2 separate regions of the Salvelinus alpinus genome follow, and region 2 is linked to region 1. The links are chromatin contacts, called in public Hi-C maps. All regions are on one chromosome and are shown on one strand. Each heading gives the region's core, a stretch centred on a gene start, on an enhancer-like site or on the middle of the called end of the contact. The rest is flanking DNA. Distances are from core to core; before and after follow the strand shown. Region 1 holds the start of LOC139570684 (thioredoxin-dependent peroxide reductase, mitochondrial-like). Region 2 holds the start of LOC139570665 (tubulin--tyrosine ligase-like).

Evidence for each region. Hi-C and Micro-C count contacts between places; a contact is called where the count stands out from the background.
Region 2: a contact with region 1 is called in a Hi-C map of muscle, with 4 times the contacts expected there. The contact joins the promoter of LOC139570665 here to the promoter of LOC139570684 in region 1. A contact is called at or near these places in 2 of 3 Hi-C or Micro-C datasets (muscle and red muscle).

The regions. Positions count from the first base shown.
Region 1 is chr3:39,032,560-39,038,821 of SLU_Salpinus.1, forward strand. It overlaps LOC139570684 (thioredoxin-dependent peroxide reductase, mitochondrial-like), which reads left to right and starts at 2,128. Exons shown (of 7, transcript XM_071392780.1): 1 at 2,128-2,371; 2 at 3,172-3,286; 3 at 3,512-3,653; 4 at 3,851-3,986; 5 at 5,275-5,378; 6 at 5,485-5,650; 7 at 5,808-5,982. The coding sequence starts at 3,595. The coding sequence ends at 5,861.
Region 2 is chr3:39,271,006-39,276,775 of SLU_Salpinus.1, forward strand. LOC139570665 (tubulin--tyrosine ligase-like) reads left to right here and starts at 2,148. Exons shown (of 8, transcript XM_071392737.1): 1 at 2,148-2,637; 2 at 3,139-3,254.

The DNA of each region.
Region 1 (6,262 bases), core at 878-3,377:
AATTGGCTTTGGGGGTGACAAGTGAGATATACCTGCTGGAGTGTGTGCTACGGGTGGGTGCTGCTATGGTGACCAGTGAGCTGAGATAAGGCGGGGCTTTACCTAGCAGAGACTTGTAGATGACCTGGAGCCAGTGGGTTTGGCAACGAGTATAAAGCGATGGCCAGCCAACGAGAGCGTACAGGTCGCAGTGGTGGGTAATATATGGGGCTTTGGTGACAAAACGGATGGCATTTTGATAAACTGCATCCAATTTGTTGAGTAGAGTGTTGGAGGCTATATTATAGATGACATCGCCGAAGTCGAGGATCGGTAGGATGGTCAGTTTTACGAGGGTATGTTCACAGCATGAGTGAAGGATGCTTTGTTGCGAAATAGGAAGCCGATTCTAGATTTCATTTTGGATTGGAGATGCTTAATGTGAGTCTGGAAGGAGAGTTTACAGTCTAGCTAGACACCTAGGTATTTGTAGTTGTCCACATATTCTAAGTCAGAACCGTCCAGAGTAGTGATGGTGGACGGGCGGGCAGGTGCGGGCAGTGATCGGTTGAAAAGCATGCACTTAGTTTTACTTGCATTTTAAGAGCAGTTGGAGGCCACGGAAGGAGAGTTGTATGGCATTGAAGCTCGTATGGAGGTTAGTTAACACAGTGTCCAAAAATATACAGAATGGTGTTGTCTGCGTAGAGGTGGATCAGAGAATCACCAGCAGCGAGAGCGACATTGATGTATACAGTAGACCTTACTGTAGTAGACCTTACTATGAAATGCTTACTTACGAGCCCTTAACCAACAATGCAGTTCAAGAAATAGAGTTAAAAAAATATTTACTAAATATACTAAAGTAAAAAATAAATAAAAAAATAACAGCCCTCCTTTCCCTGTAGTTCACGATCAGCTCCTTTATCTTGCTCACGTTGAGGGAGAGGTTGTCCGGGCACCACACAGCCAGGTCTCTGACCTCGTCCATATAGGCTGTCTCACGTTGTCAGTGATCAGGCCTACCACTGTTGTGTCGTCAGCAATCTTAATGATGGTGTTGGAGTCATGCTTGGCCACGCAGTCGTGGGTGAACAGGGAGTACAGGAGGTAACTAAGCATGCACCCCTGAGGGGCCCCATGTTGAGGATCAGCGTGGCAGATGTGTTGTTGCATACCCTTACCACCTGGGGGCGGCCTGTCAGGAAGTCCAGGATCCAGTTGCAGATGTAGGTATTTAGTTCCAGGGTCCTTAGCTTAATGTTAAGCTTTGTGGGCACTATGGTGTTGAACGCTGATCTGTAGTCAATGAACAGCATTCTCACGTAGGTGTTCCTTTTGTCCAAGTGGGAAAGGGTAGTGTGGAGTGCGATTGAGATTGTGTCGTCTGTGGATCTGTTGGGGCGGTATTTGAATTGGAGTGGGTTTAGGCTTTCCGGGATGATGGTGTGGATGTGAGCCATGCCCAGCCTTTCAAAGCACTTCATGGCTACCGACGTGAGTGCTACGGGACGGTAGTCATTCAGCCAGGTTACCTTCACTTTCTTGGGCACACAGACTATGGTGGTCTGCTTGAAACACGTAGGTATTACAGACTCGGTCAGGGAGAGGTTGAAAATGTCAGTTGGTCTGCACATGCTCTGAGTACACATCCTGGTAAGACCACAGCCTGTCGTTTCCAAAGGGAACAAATTAGTCATAGTGGGCAGAACAAGCAAGGAGGTGGGCAGAGCCAAGCACGAGCTAGCGAGATCCTATTTGCATGTTCTAGCATCATCTGCATATTTCCGTTAGAGAACACCGACTCTGTGAAGTGCGCGTGCGCAATAACTAAAATCGCCTTTGCGCACCTTCTAAACAACACGATTTTGAAATAACTTGGCTAAGGGCAAAGTCGACAAAACTTGTCCACTCTGTTCATAACAGATTTCTAGTTTTGTGAACAAAAACTTGATTGAGATCAAATGTTTCATCAATAAGAAAATGTGCAGAATGTCAATCTTGTTCCATCTTCTCCTACTTCCCGCCAGTGGGTTTACTCTCACTATGTGTTTTTTAAATTGTTTTATTTTGGGTGGATTAAATTAGTTTTCCCTGTCGCATATGGGTTGTATTTTTACCTTGTTTTTTTCAACTCGTCCAGTTGGCGGCGGTAATATATATTTTTGGGTTGTAGTCTGCCATAAAACCCACAGAAGAAGAATAAGTCGTGCATCTTATCTTTTTTCACCTGTTGTCATTCCCAAATCCCGTTGCTGTACCTTAGATAAGCTATTGTACAACTTGATATCGAAAAACAAACCATATAAGAAGAGGACGCAAGTCCACAGAGTTTCTATACCCAGAGGCGCAACATCGCGAGACTTCCAGGAACGCCTGCGAAACAGACCAGGTCGGGGTTTGAGAAGTTAATGAGAGAAGTTAAAAAATCTTACTTAGTTGGTAAATCTAAAGGCACAACCTAGATCCAAGCCAATGTCTTAAGTAATTAAGCATGTTGTTTTCATCCAAAACAACTTTATATCGAAGGAGTGCCTTTAAATTTACGACAAGCACATGCGCAGTTCGCTTGAGACTACCGTTCTCTTTGTCAAGGCCATGTGATTTGCTGCAGTGAGTGTCCTCTCCTCATTCTCAAAACACATTGGAGGAGAAGGTCAGAGGGGAGGGACCTCTGGATTTCTCATCCAATGGGTTTTGAGAAGGAGAGGCGTGCGGACGCTAGAAGTATTCAAATTGAGGCCTTGGTATCCAGTAATGCGATTCGGCCTCTGCTCTTGTCAATATACAAAATGGCAGCCACCATTGGGAGACTATTAAAGACCTCTGTAAGTTCATTCAGAATTATTTTTATGTTACAACGTTACCAGTAGTAGTGGGCTGCATTGAAATACAAACGGTATAATAGCAATTTAAAATTTCGTTGTAGCTATATAAATGGCAATGCGAATTGGACAAAGAGTTGCAAAAAGTGTCAACTGAGCTTGACGGGAACGTCACTAATTTTATTCAGGACAAATCCCTCTGCCCAAATAAAAACTTACCGCTAATGCCAAATTTGAGTAAAAACTCTAAATATACAATCACTGATTATACTAACTGTCTAATGATCATCAGCGCCAGTAATAACGGTTGTTGTCACGAAGTGCAATTTCTCTATCTCCCTTTCTAACGTTACCCCTCCCCATCTAGGCAAAGGTTGCAACTGGAGGACTGAAAGTATCAGCCTCGCCACATGGAAATTCAGTGAGCAAGGCCTCAAGAATTTTGATCTGTCCTGTACTGCAGAAAACCTGTTTCTCCACCAGTATGTATAGACCATGGACAGGGAATGTGATATGAAGTTGATCAAAGTGAGGGGGGATGCAACAATTATGCCTATTAAATTGCATTCTCAAAACACATTCATTAACTGCTCAACAATTTTATACAATTATATTAAAGTCATGCAATAAAGTAAATGTTATAACATTTTTGTAATTCCCCTAAATATAGAATCCACTTTATTCATTTAATATCTTTCTCCCAATAGGTACAGCTGGATGGGCTCCAGCTGTCACTCAGCACGCACCACATTTTAAAGCTACAGCTGTCCACAATGGCGAGTTCAAGGAGATGAGCCTAGATGACTTTAAGGGCAAATACCTGGTCCTTTTCTTCTACCCTCTCGATTTGTGAGTAGCACTATTCCCTTGGAAAGACGAGAATGGATTGCTGTGTTTAGCTGCATGTCGTGTACGGTACACCATCCTTGACTTTATTAGTCTTTAGAATTATTTAACGGCCTATGCTCTTTGCACTACAGATACTTAAGCAGGAGATTGTGGATGTGCCATTTTATTCAGAAGCATTTTTTTCTTTCTCATTACAGCACGTTTGTTTGTCCGACAGAGATCATCTCATTCAGTGACAAGGCCAGCGAGTTCCATGACATCAACTGTGAAGTAGTGGGCGTGTCGGTGGATTCGCACTTCACCCACCTGGCATGGATAAACACCCCTCGCAAGGTACAGTGGGTAGGGTAGTATTCCATAGACATACAGAAATCATTCCATATACAGTACCAGTCTAAAGTTTGGACACACCTACTCATTCCAGGTTTTTTCTTTATTTTGACTATTTACTACATTGTAGAATAATAATGAAGACATCAAAACTATGAAATAACACATATGGAATCATGTAGTAACCAAGTGTTAGATTTTAGATTCTTCAAAGTAGCCACCCTTTGCCTTGAAGACAGCTTTGCACAGTCTGACATTCTCTCAACCACCTTCATGAGGTAGACACCTGGAATGTTTTTCCAACAGTCTTGAAGGAGTTCCCACATACTGAGCACTTGTTGGCTGGTTTTCCTTCACTCTGCAGTCCAATTCATCCCAAACCATCTCAAATGGTTTGAGGTCGGATGATTGTGGAGGCCAGGTCATCTGATGCAGCACTCCATCACATTCCATTTTGGTGAAATAGCCCTTACACAGCCTGGAGGTGTGTTGGGTCATTGTACTGTTGAAAAACAAATGATTGTCCCACTAAGCGTAAAACAGATGGGATGGCGTATCGCTGCAGAATGCTGTGGTAGCGATGCTGGTTAAGTGTGCCTTGAATTCTAAATAAGTCAGTGTCACCAGCAAAGCACTCCCACATCATCACACTTCCTCCTCTATGCTTCACAGTGGAAACCACACATGCGGAGATCATCCATTCACCTACTCTGCGTCTTACAAAGACACAGCGGTTGGAACCAAAAATCTTAAATTTGGACTCATGAGACCAAAGGATAGATTTCCAACAGTCTAATGTCCATTGCTCGTGTTTCTTGGCCCAAGCAAATCTCTTCTTATTATTGGTGTCCTTTCGTAGTGGTTTCTTTGCTGCAATTCAAACACATTTTTTAAAAACCTTTTTATTTAACTAGGCAAGTCAGTTAAGAACAAATTATTTTAAAATGACGGCCTACCCTGGCCAAACCCTCCCCTAACCCTTTCTTGAAATGTTCTGTATTGAACTTCATGTCTTAAAATAATTATGGACTGTCGTTTCTCTTTGCTTATTTGAGCTGTTCTTGCCATAATATGGACTTGGTCTTTTACCAAATAGGGCTGTCTTCTGTATACCACCCCTACCTTGTCACAACACAACTGATTGGCTCAAACACATTAAGGAAAGAAATTCCACAAATTAACTTTTAACAAGGCACACCTGTTAATTGAAATGCATTCCAGGTGACTACCTCATGAAGCTGGTTGAGAGAATGCCAAGACTGTTTAAAGCTGTCATGTGTCTTGTTCTCAGGCTGGAGGTTTGGGTGACATCCACATCCCCCTGCTGGCAGACCTCAACAAACAGGTGTCCAGAGACTATGGCATACTTCTGGAGGGTCCTGGCATTGCACTGAGGTACTGTGCATTCTAAATGGAAACCTATTCCCAATAGTGTATTTAACACGGCATTGTATGTATTTCTACCATGATATTGAGTAATTATCCATTGTCTGTCTATTAGGGGACTGTTTATCATTGATCCAAATGGTGTGGTGAAGCACATGAGCGTCAACGACCTGCCAGTGGGCCGCTGTGTGGATGAGACCCTGCGTCTGGTGAGGGCCTTCCAGTTTGTGGAGACTCACGGTGAAGTGTGCCCTGCTAGCTGGACCCCCGACTCTCCTACGGTGAGGCCACTCTCCTTCACTGCCCTGCCAGGGCCTCAGACAACTAAAATGAATACAAGCACCAACATATGAGTAGCAAGGACTTTGTCTTGGTCTCCCATCAGTACATTGTTTTTGGATGATCAGTTTGCTTACTATGCAAGTTTTTGTTTTTCAGATCAAGCCAACTCCAGAAGGTTCAAAGGAGTACTTTGAGAAAGTCAACAACTAGATGACACACTTCACAGCTTTAATAAATCAATTAACTTATCCAGAATTGAAAAACTATAGATATACCAAATACTTTCCATTAGTTTAGTTTTAAAGTAGATGGAAATAAAGATTTGAAGTGGTCGGTTGTCTGAGTTGAAACATTCCATCCTGTTCACTAGCTTCTATTTCTTACAAGCAATTCACTATGATCACATTGCAAGTATTGAGAGCCTACACGTTTGTTTTAAAATAATGAAATAGTCCTAACATTGCAAAGAGCGTCAAGAGTTTCAGGGGTCTGTTTGATAGTATCAAAATAAGGGGGGGGGGGAAACACCCATCACACACTTTTCAATCAACAAAATTAAACTGATCATACATAGATTGTATTTTCCCCAAACAGTGTTAACAGAGACCGTT
Region 2 (5,770 bases), core at 898-3,397, 240 kb after region 1:
TCAGCTAACCTGGAGTCCAATCAATGAGACGAGATTGGAGATGTTGGTTAGAGCTGCCCTGCCCTATAAAAACACTCACAAAATGTCTGCTATTTACAAGAAGCATTGCCTGGTGTGAACCATGCCTCGAACAAAAGAGATCTCAGAAGACCTAAGATTAAGAATTGTTGACTTGCATAAAGCTGGAATGGGTTACAAACGTATCTCTAAAAGCTTTGATGTTCAATAGTCCACGGTAAGACAAATTGTCTGTAAATGGAGAAAGTTCAGCACTGTTGCTACTCTTCCTAGGAGTGGCCGTTTTGCAAAGATGACTGCAGTAGCACAGCACAGAATGCTCAATGAGGTTAAGAGGAATCCTAGAGTGTCAGCTAAAGACTTACAGAAATCTCTGGAGTCTACGATATGTCAAACACTAAACAAGAATGGTATTCATGGGAGGACACCACAAAAGAAGCCACTGCTTTCCAAAAACAAAACATTGCTGCACGTCTGAAGTTCGCAAAAGAGCATCTGGATATTCCACAGCGCTTCTGGCAAAATATTCTGTGGACAGATGAAACTACAGTTGAGTTGTTTGGAAGGAACACACAACACTATGGGGGGGGGGCACACCAACATCAAAACTTCATCCCAACTGTAAAGTATGGTGGAGGGAGCATTATAGTTTGGGGCTGCCTCAGGGCCTGAACCGCTAGCAATCATCAATGGAAAAAATGTATTATGAAGTTTATCAAGACATTTTGCAGGAGAATGTTAGGTTATCTGTCTGCCAATTGAAGCTCAACAGAAGTTGGGTGATGCAACAGGACAACGACCTAAAACACCAAAGTAAATCAACAACAGAATGGCTTCAACAGAAGAAAATATGCCTTCAGAGTCCTGACCTCAACCCGATTTTAAAATGCTGTGGCATGACCTCGAGCAGTTCACACCAGACATCCCAAGAATATTGCTGAACTGAAACAGTTTTGTAAACATGAATGGTCCAAAATTCCTCCTGACCATTGTGCAGGTCTGATCCACAACTACAGAAAACATTTGGTTAAGTTTATGCTGCCAAAGGAGGGTCAACCAGTTATTCACATACTTTTCCCACCCTACACTGTGAATGTTTACACAGTGTGTTCAATAAAGACATGAAAATGTATAATTGTTTGTTATTAGTTTAAGCAGACTGTTTGTCTATTGTTGTGACTTAGACGAAGATCAGATCAAATTTTATGACCAATTTATGCAGAAATCCAGGTAATTCCAAAGGGTTCACATACTTTTTCTTGCCACTGTAGCTAATAGCAGAACATTTATAGCGTACTGTGGGAATTCAAATATATTTTGTTTAATTGGGGATAGTCCGGGCCAGTCCAGTAAGTTCAGTTCAAGTCTAATTAGTCAAGTGTAGTCCGCCCAGTCTAGTCAATCAGTCATGTCTAGCCACGTGTCCAAACAGGCTTGGACCCCGGACATTGCTGTGCATTGTTTTTCACTATATGTCTCATAATTTATAAGATCTGCTGGGTATTGATTGAATAGGAGGCAAGCTCAACTGACCATTATTAGGCAATACTCTCAAGAGAATAAGATACATGAATTCAGAGATTACATCTGTATCCATTTCAAACAACCAAAATAGAGGTTTCTTTTAGACAAAAAATAAAAACTTTCTCTATCAAAACCTTTTGACCCTTAGAACAGACTTTCTAAACCCAGAGGCGCAACATCGCGAGACTTCCAGGAACGCTTGCGAAAGAGACAAAGCAGACCGCTTTGGGGTTTGAGAAGTCAATGGCCATGTTCGAGAGGATCAAAAACTGTAGTGTATCATGGGTAAATTGTGACTGACTTATCAACAAATAGAGTAGTTATTTATGATGCAAAGTTATTTGTAGATCAGTCAGTCGGCAGCCAATTGAGAGAAGATAAACATTATTCCTTAGTTGTAAATTGCCATAAGTAGTTGAACATGTAATTACTCCAACCTCATAAAATTGACAGACTGACACGTTTTCTTTCCGTAAACAACTTCATATTGGAGTTCCTCTCATTTGACCGCCTTTACATGCGCAGTTCGGCGCAAGATGACTGTTAGACCCGATGACGTGTTTCTGCGCATCAGCTTAGCTAGATCGTCACTAGTTACCACAACTACAAAGTCACAAGGCCTGTCTACACGACCAATCAGGTGAGGGAGTGTAATAACACGTTTACCGGTTTCGGTATATTTCGAGTTCAAGTTTTATGTTTAATGGTGTTTTCAAGACAATTGCGAATTTGGAAAGAAATTAGATCAAATCATGACGTCAATGATCTTCAGGTCGGAAAGTCCGAGTTCTAGAAAGATGCTTAATGACTTAAATGTAATGCAAGAGTTGTCGACTTGGAATTCGGAGTTGGATGACCGTTCAAAACTATTTTTCCCAGTCGGAGGTAGTTTTTTTCCCGAGTTCCCAGTTGTCTTGAATGCACTGAAATCAGAAGACGGGGATTTCCGAGTTTCAAGTTGTTTTGAATGGGACACACATAACTAAGTATGCCATGTTCAAAACAACTGAGAATCAGGACGTTCAAGACAACTGGGAACCACCAATACATTCGGCAACGCCACTGACGTTCATAACATTGTGAAAGGACAAAAGGGTAAGTTGTCTTTTTCTTTTTTAGTTAACTAATATACTAGTTATAGCTAACTTGCAACTCTCATCTAAAATGAGCTAGTTAACTAGCATAATGGATTCCATTCCAACCACAGAGTTATTCTATTTGATAGAGCAACATTGTTCGTTTTTAGATTCTCTACAAGCCTTTCATTATAATAGTAATATAGCCTATCATATTATTTCTATATATATTTTTTTTAAAAATTTTTTGGGGGGGGGGTAGATCAGCTTTAATATTGCAGATAGATTGTGGCTTCCGTCAATGTAATTGTCTGCATCATTTCCAATATAATATATATTTTAAAATATATTTTCCTTTATTAGTTCCCCCTAATCCTACCATCCCTCCCAATCCCTCGCCTATCGTATTCTTTACCTTTAACAGATGCACAGGAAACACTGCAAAGAGCTTTGGGGTGTTTAGAAAAGTGCGATGCAATTCCAATCAATTATTATAATACTGTTTTGCCATCTTCCGTAGCTTGAAGACCATGCCTTTGCACAGAGATGGAAACTGATTAAAAAAAATAAAAAGCTGGACTGCAAGGTGATAATAAACATCGCACAAGTTATCTGCTTTACTTTCCTGGTTTTAAGGTAAATATGAAAAAGTATATCTACCTACTGTTCGTAAAAGTCTATAGCTGCATTTATTTAAGATGTAAAAATAAAAAAATGACCGTAGTAAGTGCCAAATAAATCAACAGGGTTGAAATCTTAAATTAGCCAAAAAATTAACTAATTTAAAAAGAAAAAAAACGGAATATTTATGCGAAAGTGTGTATGTTTTACTTTACGTGATCTACTTGTCCGTTTGTTTAAATGCCATTTTAAAAACAATGCAGCTGTAGTCTGACACAGTGGACGCATCATAATACCCATAAAACCTAGCGGCCAAACGCAGCAATGGTTCCAATTGTCTTTCCACCATTCATTTTTTACATAGTGAATTTTACCAACACTTCAAATTAAGTACAGTATGTGTTTGGTGTAATTCTTTCTCGGATAAGGTGAGTTATCAATATATTTGTCTAAATTTACCCCAAAAATCGAAATGCTAATTAGCAACAGAGAAGACCTCAGCAAGACTACAAATTCCTGCAGGAAGCTCCTGCATATCACCTCTAGCCAACGCTTTCAGCTACGTTCACCAGTGCGATCAGATACCTGTGCCCAATCCATGTTGAATCCGCATTGAAATCTGCATTGAAATGAATACTTTTAGATTTGTGTAGATTGTTGTGAATTGTTAGATACTACTGCACTGTTGGAGCTAGGAACACAAGCATTTCGCTAGACCCGCAATAACATCTGCTAAATATGTGTATGTGACCAATAAAATTTGATTTTGAATTGAATAAAGTGTTTAACTTATTATGTCCCCTTTCTCTGTCTTGGCTAGCCACTGACTACACTTGAACTAGTTAGCAGAGCAGTAGATAAATAATATTTTTGTATTACTTAGCCTAGATAATTGTTTGTACAGTATGTCGACTGGTGTCTATTTCAGACCTTATGACATTTTTCAAGAATGAAAATTTAAAAGGAGAGAAGACTGCTATAAGTCTGGCCATGTGGAGAAGTGCCGCTATAGTTAGGGGCAACTTGCCGGTTTGGAGAAGGCCAGCATGAGGGATAATGTGTATCCTGTGTCGGTGAGTAGCTATTAAGTTTGCGCATTTTAGCAATACAATGTGTTCTATACAGCTGACAACATTCTGTCAAACATTAGAATATTTTGGGTTAAGACAAGTTACTATGAGTAAGGGCAAACATCATGATAAACTTGCAAGCTGGGTTTGAATAAGACATCCGATTATCACTGCATGTAGAATATTTGGTTTTATTATAGCTAACAAATAACCAAATCATTGATGGGTCACGCGTTATCAAACATCACTCCCTTATCTGATTGGTCGAATTTGTGGCCGTGGGAACTAGTGACGACTGCGAATGTGCTACTCGGAACTAGGAAGCTCTGAAATATGTGACTTGCTAACTGGTTGTAATTATACACGTGCCGCGTTCAAAAATGAAAAAAAAAATTAGGCTGATATTTAATCGGATGTATAAATATGATACCCTTTTAAATAATCGAACGACCTAGAAAAGCACTCAGCATTATTTACAAAAATGTAACAGACGTTAATGCCGTAGTTGTACATTTTCTGTGAAAATCACTACAATACATGTGCTTTAGCTAACACCCTGGCCTGGCTAAACTATCTAGCTACTTAAAATAAAAATATATAGACAAAAATGAGCAATAAAAAATAAATAAACATATCTAGCGACTTGCCTTTCTAAAATGGGGGTCCGCACCGGGATATCCAGTACATCAACATTTCCGTTATATCCAAATTGCTGTTATTATGAGGAAATATACCGTTGAAATGTAACGGTTGATTTTAAATCTGCAGAAGGTATTTCATTTAATTACCTTAAGTGAGGTACCAGAATATAAAGACTACAATAACCACAACTGTGAACTCGGAAATCTCCGATTTACTCCAGCGCGTTCAAGACAACTGGGAATTTGGGGGGGGGGGGGGGGAACGAGCTCCGCCTGGGAACAATCGTTTTGAACCGTCATCGAAGTCGGAAACTCTGGCATCTTTCAAGAGCTCAGTCTTTCCGGCCTGAACATCATCGACGTCATGATTTGAGCTCTTATTTTTCGAGTTCCCAGTTGTCTTGAAAGCTCCTTAAAATAACCTTTACTGGAAAATGTTAATCTCTTTTCATTGGTCGTTTTTTTTGTCTCCCAAGTTAAACAGCTAAAATCTTCGGAAAGTACCAGTTTACATAGATAACGATTTAAACAACAATTAAGAAATATATTCAGCTACCAGTAAACGACAGCAAGTTAGCTAGCTACGTAACATTAGCAAGCAAGCCAGATAGAAGCCAGAGGATCTCAGCCAGACGTGGGACCAAGTAACGTTAACGTCGTTAGTCAGGCACACCCTAAATCTGGGCACCCATGACTGAAACGTAACGTTAGGCGAGAGTCATGCAACATGAAGTAGTTAGGACTTTTGTGATCATGAAAGACATTCACTAGCAACAAGAACACGCGAAGCACTTTTTTCAGAACCTGGATATGACTGTCT